3 separate regions of the Sus scrofa genome follow, and all the other regions are linked to region 3. A link is a contact called in public Hi-C and promoter capture Hi-C data. All regions are on one chromosome and are shown on one strand. Each heading gives the region's core, a stretch centred on a gene start, on an enhancer-like site or on the middle of the called end of the contact. The rest is flanking DNA. Distances are from core to core; before and after follow the strand shown.

Region 1 (3,916 bases), core at 109-2,608, 430 kb after region 3:
TCAGTGAAGTGGTTTATGTATCTCTGGTAAAAACCAAGCTAATATGATGGGAGGAGAGGCTTGCCAACCTGGTAAAATCTGGGAAGTAATTGCAGTTTTTCTGGCTTTGAAGTGTGAGGAACCCCACAGACTCTTGTACCCCAAATTTGTAGGAATAACCTGGTTAGCAGGCACCTACTGGTGTAGCCTCCCATGATCCTGTGGACGTTAACTTTTGTTTAAGTCTGTATTTGCTTTTTGGATGTTGCAGAGATAGACCTAAGCCTGAAATGGGTCCCATTCTCCCACCTGCCAATTAGAGGAGTCCCGCTTAAGTGGGTTTGACAGTTTGGGGGAAAAAGAGTTCTGGCCAAAAACTCAGCCTCGATTTGAATACCTGCTCCTCTTGGTGGTTAAGGTGCCCATGTGGCCCTGTAAGCTCGGCCAGTGTCAGGTGGTCCCCAGGTTGAGCAGGACCCAACTTCACATAAACTAAGAGAGCTCCATGCTACATATGGAGAAGAGAGTTCTGTTTTCCTTGGGCCATGACAGATTGAAGGGCTATTTGCAGTGACAGCACTGTGTTTTGGCTATTGTTTGGGATTTTCTTCTTTATTCCATGTTAATTGACGGCACTTACTGTGAGTTGGATTTCAATATAGGGAAAAACAGCATCCCACAAACAAACAAAGACATTTCGTTCTTACCAAGGGACTAATGGTATTTGGAAGACAGAGACACCCCGAGGAAAATATTCTGTGTCAAGGATGAAGCCATTGTCCAGGGGCCGGGCTGCTTCTTCGAGGGTTTTACTGCTACAGCTTGGGCTGTCCGCATCTCTCTGCCCTGAGAAACTCAGTGTGCTTGCCTTGGTGGAGCCTGTGATTTTAAGATTTTCTTTCCTAGGACTTTCCTGGTGGCTCAGTGGGTTAAAGATCCAGTGTTGTCACTGCTGTGGCTTGGGTTCAATCCCTGGCCTGGTAAATTCTGAGTGTAGCCTCCCCCTGCCCTGCCGCAAAAGGGATGCCTTTCCTAGGTAGACCAGCCCTGGTGTGGGTTTCTTTTCTGCCTCTAACACCTGGCTGTCCAGCTGTGCCTCAGGATCCAGGCACCCCATCTCACCCCAACTTCCTTGAGTTAAAATCTCGACTTATGAAAACAAAATTGCTTAAGGCCAGAAAGGCCTGAGAACCACAGAGAGGCTGAGGCAAATATACTGCAAACCAGATGTTTCTTTCTCCATGGCAAAGAGGCGCCCAAGTTCACAGGGCATCTGGGGAAGTGTTTTCCTTTAAGGAAGACATCTGTATGGAAATGGTAGCCCGAGTAATGCGATGTGACAGTTGCTATGTCAACTTGAGGATTTTTCCCCTCCCCTTAAATTATTGACCAGCTCAGTCAATGTTGCATAAAAGTCATGCAATGCCTTGGAATGTGTTTATGTGCTCTCCCCTGCCAGAACTTTTCAGCATTATTTTTTTCCTACATGTATTTTGCTTTGGGGAAGATGACCTGTCACTTTGGTTTAACTGTGCTCTTTTTTTGAGGGGGGGGGATTACATATTTTTTAGATTTGTAATGGGGCAATGGTGGCTTAGACTCCAGGAAAGCGACTGGGGGAGGTGGGTGGGGAGCAACAGGAGAGCCTGAAGCTCCTTCAGTTGTGATTGGAGAAGTATAAACCATGGGCCAGTACATGAACAACTTGAAGTTAGTGTGGGGAGATAAGGTGTGTGTGCATGTGCATGTGCAGGCATGCACTCTCAGGCACATGTGCACTCAGCCTCCTTGGTTCCTCTGTAATATGGGGTATGGACTTTCTCTGTCTCTTTGCTCAGCTTGGGCTGTGTATTTGGATGGCCACCCTGACCTTGCTGTCTCTAACAAGCATTTCAGAACTGAAACCCTCACACCTCCTCCTTGTTCTCACTTCCTGCTGGTGAAAGCACCTCTGTCCTGCTCAAGCTTGGTTGCCCACTGCCACTCCTGCCTGCCCCCTCTCTTCTGCCTTTGGGCCAGTTTGATTCACAGGTGGTCTTTTTTGCCCCCCTGAGGATCTTCCTCCCATCCAGCATGATTGTTGCACTCAGCCCCTCCACACTTCCTGGTGGGATCATCACAGCCTCCCATTGTCCTCCCTGCCTCCAGCCTCACCTGCTTTGTAAACCATTGCTCCAATCATGTCTGTCATTGATTAGACTCCCCCGGAGACTCATTTCGAAGTCATTACCTCAACCTGGTCCCCAGAGCCCCCAGCACTGGAGTCCAGTCTGGCTCAGGCCTATTCTTGGAACTCTGCCTCAGCTCTCCTAGACAGCCAGCTATGGTCTGAATGTTTGTGTCCCCTGCCAAATTTATATGTTGAAATCCTAAGCCCATGTGATGAGGTTGGGATGTGGGGCCTTTGGGGGCTGCTTAGGTCATGAGGGTGGAGCCCTCTTGAGTAGGATTAGTGCCCTTATCAGAGAGACCCCAGAGGGCTCCCTTGCCCTTTCTGTCACAGAAGAACACAGTGAGAAGTTGGCCATCTGCAGTCCAGGAGGGCTGTCATCAGAACCTGACCATGCTAGTACCCTGATCTCAGACTTCCAGCCTCCAGAAGTGTGAGAAATAAATTTCTGTTGTTATAAGCCACCAGACTGTGGTATTTTGTCACGGCAGTGTGAATGGATGAAGACACAGCCCCAGGTGGGTGCCTGATGCTGTTCACATCTTAGGCACTGGTCATGGTATGTGTGGTCACGGCCTGGTGGCCTGTCTTGCTCCTGCTGGGCGGTGTCTTCTGTCCTGGATCTCTAGTGCCAAGTATAGTGCCTGATACTTGTCAGTGTTTGCTGAATAAATGGCAGCCTCCCTCCCCTCCCCAAAGTACAAAAGGAGATTTGTTCTATTAAAGACTTTCTCTGCTGGCAATTCTTTCTCCTCGGTGTCTTGGCTTGTCCCCTCCTCATCTCTGTCTCATCTTTGTCTTCCCTACTCTGCTGGCCTTTTTGGGGCCTGGGCCCAGCTCTATCCCCTTGTCTCTCTGTCCATTATTCACCTGGAGCATAGTGCTTAGACCAGGGGCTGTGGAATGACTGGGACCCAGTTCACATCCAGTCCCAGTGCTGCTGTTTATAAGCATATGACCTTGACTATCTTAATCCTTCAGAGCCTCCTCTGAACAAAAGGGTCAGCCAGCCACTCAGTGGGTTGTTGGACCTATAGCTCTGGTGGATGTCATTACTTTAACACAGTAATTGGGTCATGTTCATCTCCCCCTTTGAATCATGGTGGCTACCAGTGGTCTCCAGAGTATGGCTTCCAGGGCCTCTGTGACCAGGCCCACTCTCCTCCTCCAAGTTCTAAGTGTCTTAAGCTAGAGTTTAAATTTAATTCCTCAAGTGGATTTAGCCTGTGCTCTGCCCATAGTAGCCTCTCAGCATGGGGGTTGAATGAGTACCATGTCCTTCAGAATTGTGACCTCTGGAGGGTCCTAAGCCACTGTGCCATGTCCCCTGTCCTCTGTGCTGGGCAGGTGATGAGGGACAGCAAGCACAGCCATATGCACCTCTGTCCTCCTCATGAATGTCACCATCTGTCACAGTGCTCCTCCTTGCTGAGCTGGATAGTAGCCTCAAAGCCCTTCTCAGGACAGCTCCCCACTGTTGCAGCCCATCCATCCAAGGTGACAGGTGACAACCAGCTCTCCCTCTGCCATCCTGTAGACAAATCACACTGCCTTTTAAAAAACAATTGTTTTATTTATTGATTAACTAAGAATATTTAAATATTGTATGGAATTTGTCTTTCTCTTTCTGACTTACTTCACTTAGTATGATACTCTCTAGTTGTGTCCATGTTGCTGCAAATGGCATTATTTTGTTCTTTTTTATGGCTGAGTAGTATTCCATTGTATATATGTACCACATCTTCTTAATCCATTTATCTGTTGATG
Region 2 (3,603 bases), core at 615-3,114, 390 kb after region 3:
AGAGGGGAATTTTCAGTCCATAAAAATTCTTTCTAGTTTTTTGTTTTGTTTTGTTTTGTTTTTTTAAAGAATATGTAGGAGTTCCCATTGTGGTTAGTGGGTTAAGAATCAACATAGTGTCCCTAAGGATGTGGGTTCGTCCCCTGGCCTCGCTCAGTGGGTTAAGGATCTAGCATTGCCACAAACTACTGGGTAGGTCCCAGATGAAGCTCTGATCTGGTATTGCTGGCTGTGGCATAGGCTGTCATCTGCAGGTCTGATTTGATCCCTAGCCTGGGAACTTCCATATATCGAGGGTGTGGCAGTAAAAAGGGGGGGGGGGAAGCATGTAATCAGGTACTGTGTCAGTATGTAGAAAAACACAAAAGCTTAAAAAGTGTAACAAGGCCTTTGAAGAAGTACATTTTACAGCAGAAATTAATGAACCTTCAGCCCTATGTGCCAACAGCTTAAGTAACATTCACCATTTTCAGGGGCTCAACAAAGGCACAGAGATTTGTTCCCACCTCAGGGCCTTTGCACTTGCTATAGCCCTTGCCATTTTCCCTTCCTACATGTTTACTGCCCTGACTTTCTTCATATTTTTGCTTGAAAGTCATCCTTTCAACAAGGCTTACAATTAACTATTTTAAATTGTAAAACTCCCTTCCCATTCCCTCTCTCTATTTTTTTCCTTAGCTCTTTTTAAAAATATACGTTAAATCTAGAACAGTAAAAGGCATATAGTAGGAATTTAATAAATATGTACTGAATGAAAACAAGGTATTTGGAGGAGTTAAGTGCCCAGAATGCTATCATCCAAGGATCTCTGAGTTTTCATCATTGTAGAAAATGAAATCTCACACTTCCAAGAGGTGACTCTGGGCTCTAAGACACAGTCAATACATCCTGCATAATGTGCAATGGAAGTAGAGCTGGGACCATTTTCATCCTCTAAATGGGGGTGCCCTGGTCTTCCCTAGGGTGTGTTGCTCCGAAGCTGGGGTCACATGGCAGGGAGTAGATAAGAGGTTCCTCTGAGCCACTGTTTGCTGGGGTGCAGGCAGAAGTTAAATGAATTCCAGACTCATCCTGGGAGGTAGAGGATCATAACGGCTGAGAATGTAGCTTAAGGGAGCCAGTCCAGAAGGGCAAACCTCAGAGCTGACAACCAAACAGGGGAGGTGCCAGCTCACTGACCACAGGCCTTTGGGTTCCAAGGCCATTGGCATTTTGACACCACCCCTGCTCCCCACCTCTCCCGTTAAAAAACACCTTGAAACAAGTCAAGAAGAAATACTAGAGAAACAGGTGCTTCTCATTGACTTTTGCTATTTCAAGTGAGCACAAGCTTAAACATTTAATACATAAAAGCATCAGTTATCAGAAAAAGCACTTTATAGTCAGGGGAAAAAAAACCTGAAAAGACTGAAAAAATGGTGGAAAAGATTACTGGATGTCCTGCATTATGGGTGCATATTGTCTTCTAGCTAGTTTTCGACTGTGTAAATTTTCAAAAAGGGATACTACAAGGGATGCTAGCCCATAGAAACAGAAATACTAGAAGGAAGTGGAAAGGGGCGCAGACATCGGGGTATCGCGTCCAAGCTGAGGGGTACTGGCAAGCGCTTGGGGATGAGAACAACTTCTCCAACATTTGTAAGAGGAATACCAGCTGCTCCTCAGAGGTGGTGAGTTCGCTTTGCAAAGTGTGTAGGGAGCCGGGGGGTCGCTCGCGAGGCACGCAAGACTGTGGCCCCAGGGCAGAGGGCGAGGGAGGGGAACAGGGACACCAGGGACAGTCCCCAGGGCTGGTACGGGGAAGCCCCAGGAGAGGAGGCGGGGACGGGGGCGGCCTGGGGGAGGGGGCGGGACGGGGCGGGGCGCTGCGCCCGGGGAGCAGGAGCTTGGAGATGGAGGCTGGCGGCCGAGCTGCAGGTAAGGGGAGCCCCGACCAGCCGGCCCGGAGCCCGCCCGCCTCCCTGGCCGTCGGCCACGCGGGCCCCACCCCGAGTGTCGGGTTTCAATGGCTGGGCTGGGCAAAAAGCTACTGGCCTCTGCGCTGCAAAACGAGACCGTAAACAGCGCGCCGGGGCCAGGGGAACTTTCCCCGGAGTCTGCGCCAGGGCGCCGCGAGCTGCGCACCTGTCGCCGCCGGGGAACGTAATGGCTAGCGTCCCGGGATGTCGGGGGACGGGACCCGCGGGGCTCCGGCGCTCATCCTGAAGGGCAACCCCTGTAGCGAGGGGTTGCGACCTGTAGCGACCGCTGACCTGGCCTGGCGAACTCCTTGCTTTCCCATAGCCTTGGTGGCTTTGTCTGTGAAATGGGAAGAGCCCGGTAGGGAAGGTAGCGACCGCTGACCTGGCCTGGCGAACTCCTTGCTTTCCCATAGCCTTGGTGGCTTTGTCTGTGAAATGGGAAGAGCCGGGTAGGGAAGGTGCAGGAAAGCACCTCAGGTGATGGCGGGCGCCCCTGTCGCCCCCGCCCTCCGCCGTCCCAGGTCTGCAGCTTCCCGCCCCGCGTCCGGTGCGCAGCTGGCATGCTGACCCGGGTTAGCCGGCAGGCGAGTCTGGATTTGGGAGCGCCGCCCCTACCCCAGAGCCTGCCACCTCCCACGCGTCCCTTGCCGGCCCCCTCTCTGGAGAACTGAGCGGAGCCATGCGACATCTGAGTCTGAAAGCACGTGGAACAGCCACTCTCAGGGGTTTCTACCGGTCCTGCAAAGGAAAGAGTGTTTAGAAGGGAGCAAGCATAAGGTCATTGGATGCCCAGAAAGTGCCTCTTTCCCTGTTGCACCCTTATCTTGTTTCCGCGGGGACCAGCGGCAGGAACGGGCTCCTTGGCCAGGTCCTTATGTCCCCTGCACATCTAGTTTGGCCCTGGAGCCTTGCACCCACATGCAGTCAGACAAAGATTTTCTCCCACCGCACATCCCTGTGAGGGAAAACCCAATCTTATGGAAGCTCATCTGCCTTTTATTAGGTGCCAACGTGGGCAAATTGCTTGTTTTTATGACCCATATTCAAAAGCTGTGATTTTGACTTATTTCCCCCGTTTTGAAGAAAGTGAGTTAAGGAGAAAAGATGGTCATTAACCATTTGTATGAATTATTTACATCTTCCCTGAAAGTTTCCATTAGTCTAGAGATTGAAAAAAGGGTTTTGTCTCCAGTTTTAGAGGGAGAAGTACTATTTCGTTTTTGATTTTTCTGTGGTCATTTGTGGAAAGTTGGTCGTCAGGACTGTGGATAGTGAGTGCTTGTTTATTGCCAGTTTATTGTTTGAGAACTGAGGCAAGAAGAAAAATCAACTTGCCTCTTTTCTTTTTCTTTTCTTTTCTTTTCTTTTCTTTTCTTTTCTTTTCTTTTCTCTTCTTTTCTTTTCTTTCCGTGGCTGCAGCTGTAGGCTCTGGAAGTTCCCAGGCCAGGAGTCAAATTGGAGCCTCATCCTAGAGCTTTACCATAGCCATGGCAACGCCAAATCCTTAACCCTTGGATGGAAGCCAGGGATCAAACCCTCATCCTCACAGAGACAATGTCAGGTCCTTAGCCACAACTCACACTTTTGATATCACCTTTCTCACCTGCAAAATGGAGAATTTGCCCACTTGGGGACTTACTGT
Region 3 (3,862 bases), core at 808-3,307:
CCTAGGCTCTGGGGCCCCTCTGCTCCGCACTGTGCACGCGTTCCGGCAGCTCCCTGCAGCCGCCCACGTGGTGGAACCAGGAGCAGCGCGAGTCAGCGAGGATCTCACCGAACCCGCCGCTGATGTTGGAGGCCGCGCCAGGGCTACCCATCCCGCCCGGCCCCCAGTCCGGGCCCCATATTTCCTCTCTCCCGGAGGGAGGGAGGCGACACTCCGCGGGCCACCCCTCCCCGGCGCCTGCCGCGCCCCCTGGCGGCCGCCGCGGTGACGCGCCCTGGGTACGCGGGGCAGCCTGACTGCCCCCCCCCCCCTTAGCCCGCTCAGGGCCCCGGCGGGCTGTCTCCCCTTGCTCCCCCAGCCGAGCCACGCAGGCCGCGCCCTGCCCCGTAGCTGACCGCGAAACCTGGAACTGTAGGCTCCCCAGTGGCGACGCTGCAGCCGCCCCAGCCTTGCGTGAAAGTGTCCGCTTAGTAGCCTGGAGGTCTCCTTTCTCCCAGGTGTGCCCCTCCCGCCACATTCAGGCTATCCAGCTTGCTGCGAAAAAATGCCGCATGCACGAACTTATTTATTTATTTTGCAACAGCTGCAAGAAACAATGAAGCTTTTCAAGAACCGGGTAAACGCGCTTTCCAGCCGTGATGTTGTTGTTTTCAATGAACCTCTCGCGCCCCGCACTCCCCGCCCCAGCCCCTCCTCCCCTCCACTGGTAGCTCCGCGGCGGAGCCCGGACGGGCGCCGGGGGCATTGTTTTTGGAGTCTTGCGGGAGGGGAGGGCGCGTGCAGGGTGGCCGGCGCAGTGCGGGTGGGGGCGAGAGCGTGTGGGCGCGCGCACGCGTGTGCCCGCGAGGGCGAGAGGCGGGGGCGGTGCCTCGCAGCTTCGCATCCCACGCCCGGGCTCCGCTCCGCACGTCCCTGGAATCCCGAGCTCCGGCTCTTGGCGCGCGCCGGCCTGGGCCGGGCCCTCGGCGCGCGGCGGCTGCGGCTGAGGCAGTTCCAGTGTATGCGCGGGCGCGTGTGCGCGGCCTCGAGCGCGCGCGCGAGCCCCCAGTGTGTGGCAGCGGCGGCAGCGGCGCGGCGAGGCTGAGGCTCTTGTTTACCAGCATTAACTCCGCTGAGCGGAAAAAAAAAAAAAAAAAAAAAAAAAAAAAAAAAAAGGAAAAAAACCCGAGGAGGAGCGAGCGCACCAGGCGAACTCGAGAGGCGAGCGAGGGAGAGGGACGCCGCCTGCAAGCCTGCCCCCAGCGCACCCGTGCCCGGCGCTTGGAGACCCTCGTCCCCGCTCCACGGGCCCTCCACGCCCCTCCCGCGCGAGGGGAGCTCCACGGCGCGCCGCGCGCCTCGGCTTTGACCTTCAGCGAGCCGGAGCCCCCGCGCGCGGAGCCGGCGGCAGCGGGCGGGGGCCGGGCGGGGGCCGGCGCGGGGCGGGCAGCGGCGGCGCGGAGCCCGGGCGGCGCGGCAGGAGTGCTGAGCGCGGCGCGGCCGGCCCGCCGCTTTGTGTGTGTCCTGGATTTGGGAAGGAGCTCGCGGCGGCGGCGGCGGCGCTGAGGGAGGAGGAGGCGGCGGCGAGTGGAGCCTGGAGGAGGAGGAGGGGGAGCCGCTCATTCATTTTTACTCCGCATTTCTGCCCCCGGCCGGCCTCTCCTGAGACCCAGACTTCGGGGCAATCTTGCGAACTGCGTCGCGCCCTCCCACCGCTAAGGCTCAGGGGTCGGACAGTCTCCCCCTCCTTCTGGGGTCGGGTTTGTTTTTCCTCGCTGAGACGGATTTGGGCTTTGCCTCTTTTCTTTGCAGTTTTTCATCCTCTCCTGCCTCTCTCGGTTTGAAAATGGAGGCCGACGACGCCGACAGCCCGCCCCGGCGCGCCTTGGGTTCCCGACTCCGCCGAGCCCTGGGCCGCGGTTGCCGGCGCTGAGGGGCCGCCCCGTCCGCGCTGCCCGGCGGACCCCCCGACCGGCGCCGCCTTTGGAGTATTGTTTCCTTCGCCCTTGTTTTTGGAGGGGTGGGCGAAGACTGAGTTTGAGACTTTTTCGTTTCCTCCCCCCCTTTTTTTTTGAGAAAGGGGAATTTCGTCCCAAATAAAAGGAATGAAGTCTGGCTCCGGAGGAGGGTCCCCGACCTCGCTGTGGGGGCTCCTGTTTTTCTCCGCCGCGCTCTCGCTCTGGCCGACGAGTGGAGAAAGTGAGTATGTGCCCGCCGCCCGCGGCCACTGCGGGAACTTTTCCTCCGAGGGGCTGCGCCCTGTTTGCGAAACCCGAGTTGCCACCGTCGCAGCTGTCGGGCTCCCGGGCTCGGGAGTCGCGGGGCGGGGCGCCGAGGGGCTCGGCCGAAAGGCCGGAGGGGCCCCGGGGCCCAGGCTTGTTAGTTTGGAGCCCCGCGGGCCCCAGCTCCGCGCATCCCCGCGCGGGAAGGGCCTCGGTGTTTTCTCTTCCTCTGTCCCGAGAGCCTTGCCCGGGGGGCCCGCTGTCTTCGAAGCTCTCATGCTTTGGCGGCCCGCGGTCGGGCTGGGAGCTGGGGCTCCAGCCGAGAAGTTCGCATCCGGCCGGCCCCGCCACCCGCACCTTGCGCCTCTCGAGGCGCGCGGGGCCGCCCCGCACTCAGCGCTGGTCACCGCTCAGCGCTCAGGCGGCGGTGACAGCTCATGCAGCACCCTCGCTGCTTGGGCGGACTCTGTGCCCGGTAGCAGGAGTGGGCAGCCCACCAGCCTCAGGGGTGCCCGGCGGAGAGGCCCCGCAGTCCCCAGGACAGGTTACCAAATATCCTAGCGCGGCCTCCTGTCGTCCAGCCTTGCCCCTTGGGCTCTTTGGGTTCCTGGCCTTCCCTGTCGCTTTCACCGGACTCCGTGCGGTCACCTGCCCCCCGTTTCTTGGGGCTGCTCAGTATGGCTCAGGGATGCGGGAAGCGTTCTCGCCTAGATCTCCACCCCTCCATGCACCCCCTGGAAAAGTGCGAGGTCCGGGCCCTGTATCAGTCGGGCTCTTCCGGGAAGCGCGTCCAGACCCCTAGTAAGAGTTCTGGGATCTTCTCCCAGTTTCTACCGGACTCTGGACGCTCTTGGCGGAACTAGGGGGTGGTAGGACAGCATCCGAGTGTGCGGGAGTGGGTGTGTGGTCGGAGCCGACGTGCATTTCCACACACGTGCTCACAACGCGAGGCTTTAGCTGCAGCCACATGGCTGCTCAGGGACACCCAGACGCCCGGCCCTGGCGAAAGGTATCTTGTGTCGTCGTTTATGGAGCTCCAGGGTCTGCGACGGAGGGTGTTTTGTTTTGCAAGCGCGCAGCCCTGGCCTTGGTTTCGTGGCCATAGTTTTGTTGCACTCCCCCCCTCCCTGCCCCGCACTTCCTTTGTACACAGTTAATAAGGATATCGCTCCACACGCTATCGCTTGCAATCTGATAGCTTTTGTTTTGGTAGCGTCGGGTAGGGGGCAGGGAAGTGCTGGGAGGGAGGGAGAACTTAGGGCCCCGCGGGTGTGTGGAGGGGTGAAAGGAGAGGGTTCTTTTCTTCTCAAAACATTAAAATGAGGCTTACTGGTACATTCTCGATGGCAGGGTAACTTGAACACGATTAAAGTTTAAATGCAGTCACAGAACTGGGGCTGGGAACGGCGAGGGCGTGTTGGTGAGTAATGGTTGCCAAGGGTATGCAGGTGGTGCCAGTTAACTTTGAAAATCACGACTGAGCCTTGAAGAGTGAGGGGGAGAATTGCGAGGCAGCGGGGCCATCTGGCCCCATTACAGGGGCAGTTCGGAAAGGCTGTTCGCGTAAACAAACCCTTAAACATTTTGTAAGAAATGAGTCCATGATGGAGTAAGGGCAGATTTTTATAGAATTAGTGTGTGGACTGCATGGAGTAAGACTC

What was found. Promoter capture Hi-C pulls out the DNA fragments that hold promoters and counts their contacts. A called contact is a pair of places that touch in the nucleus more often than the background predicts.
Region 1: a contact with region 3 is called in a Hi-C map of embryonic fibroblasts, with 2.5 times the contacts expected there. The contact joins the enhancer-like site here to the promoter of IGF1R in region 3. A contact is called at or near these places in 1 of 5 promoter capture datasets (fetal skeletal muscle), 6 of 47 Hi-C or Micro-C datasets (embryonic fibroblasts, fetal skeletal muscle, mesenteric adipose tissue and 3 more) and 1 of 2 datasets of contacts at active chromatin or transcription factors (skeletal muscle).
Region 2: a promoter capture Hi-C map of fetal skeletal muscle shows a contact between it and region 3, with 9 times the contacts expected there. The contact joins the promoter of FAM169B here to the promoter of IGF1R in region 3. A contact is called at or near these places in 2 of 5 promoter capture datasets (fetal liver and fetal skeletal muscle), 4 of 47 Hi-C or Micro-C datasets (embryonic fibroblasts, heart right ventricle and retroperitoneal adipose tissue) and 1 of 2 datasets of contacts at active chromatin or transcription factors (skeletal muscle).

What each region holds. Positions count from the first base shown.
Region 1 is chr1:137,257,708-137,261,623 of Sscrofa11.1, reverse strand. All of the region lies in intron 3 of FAM169B (protein FAM169B), which reads left to right. Among named protein-coding and RNA genes, the nearest start is that of FAM169B, 38 kb to the left of the region's middle. Within about 2 kb of position 1,358, at least 5 of the 83 cell types and tissues checked have an H3K27ac peak or open chromatin away from gene starts, as enhancers often do. A contact at or near this core is called in embryonic fibroblasts, where this site is marked.
Region 2 is chr1:137,295,461-137,299,063 of Sscrofa11.1, reverse strand. FAM169B (protein FAM169B) reads left to right here and starts at 1,864. Exons shown (of 9, transcript XM_005659772.3): 1 at 1,864-1,917. The coding sequence starts at 1,893.
Region 3 is chr1:137,688,628-137,692,489 of Sscrofa11.1, reverse strand. It overlaps IGF1R (insulin like growth factor 1 receptor), which reads left to right and starts at 2,057. Exons shown (of 21, transcript NM_214172.1): 1 at 2,057-2,178. The coding sequence starts at 2,085.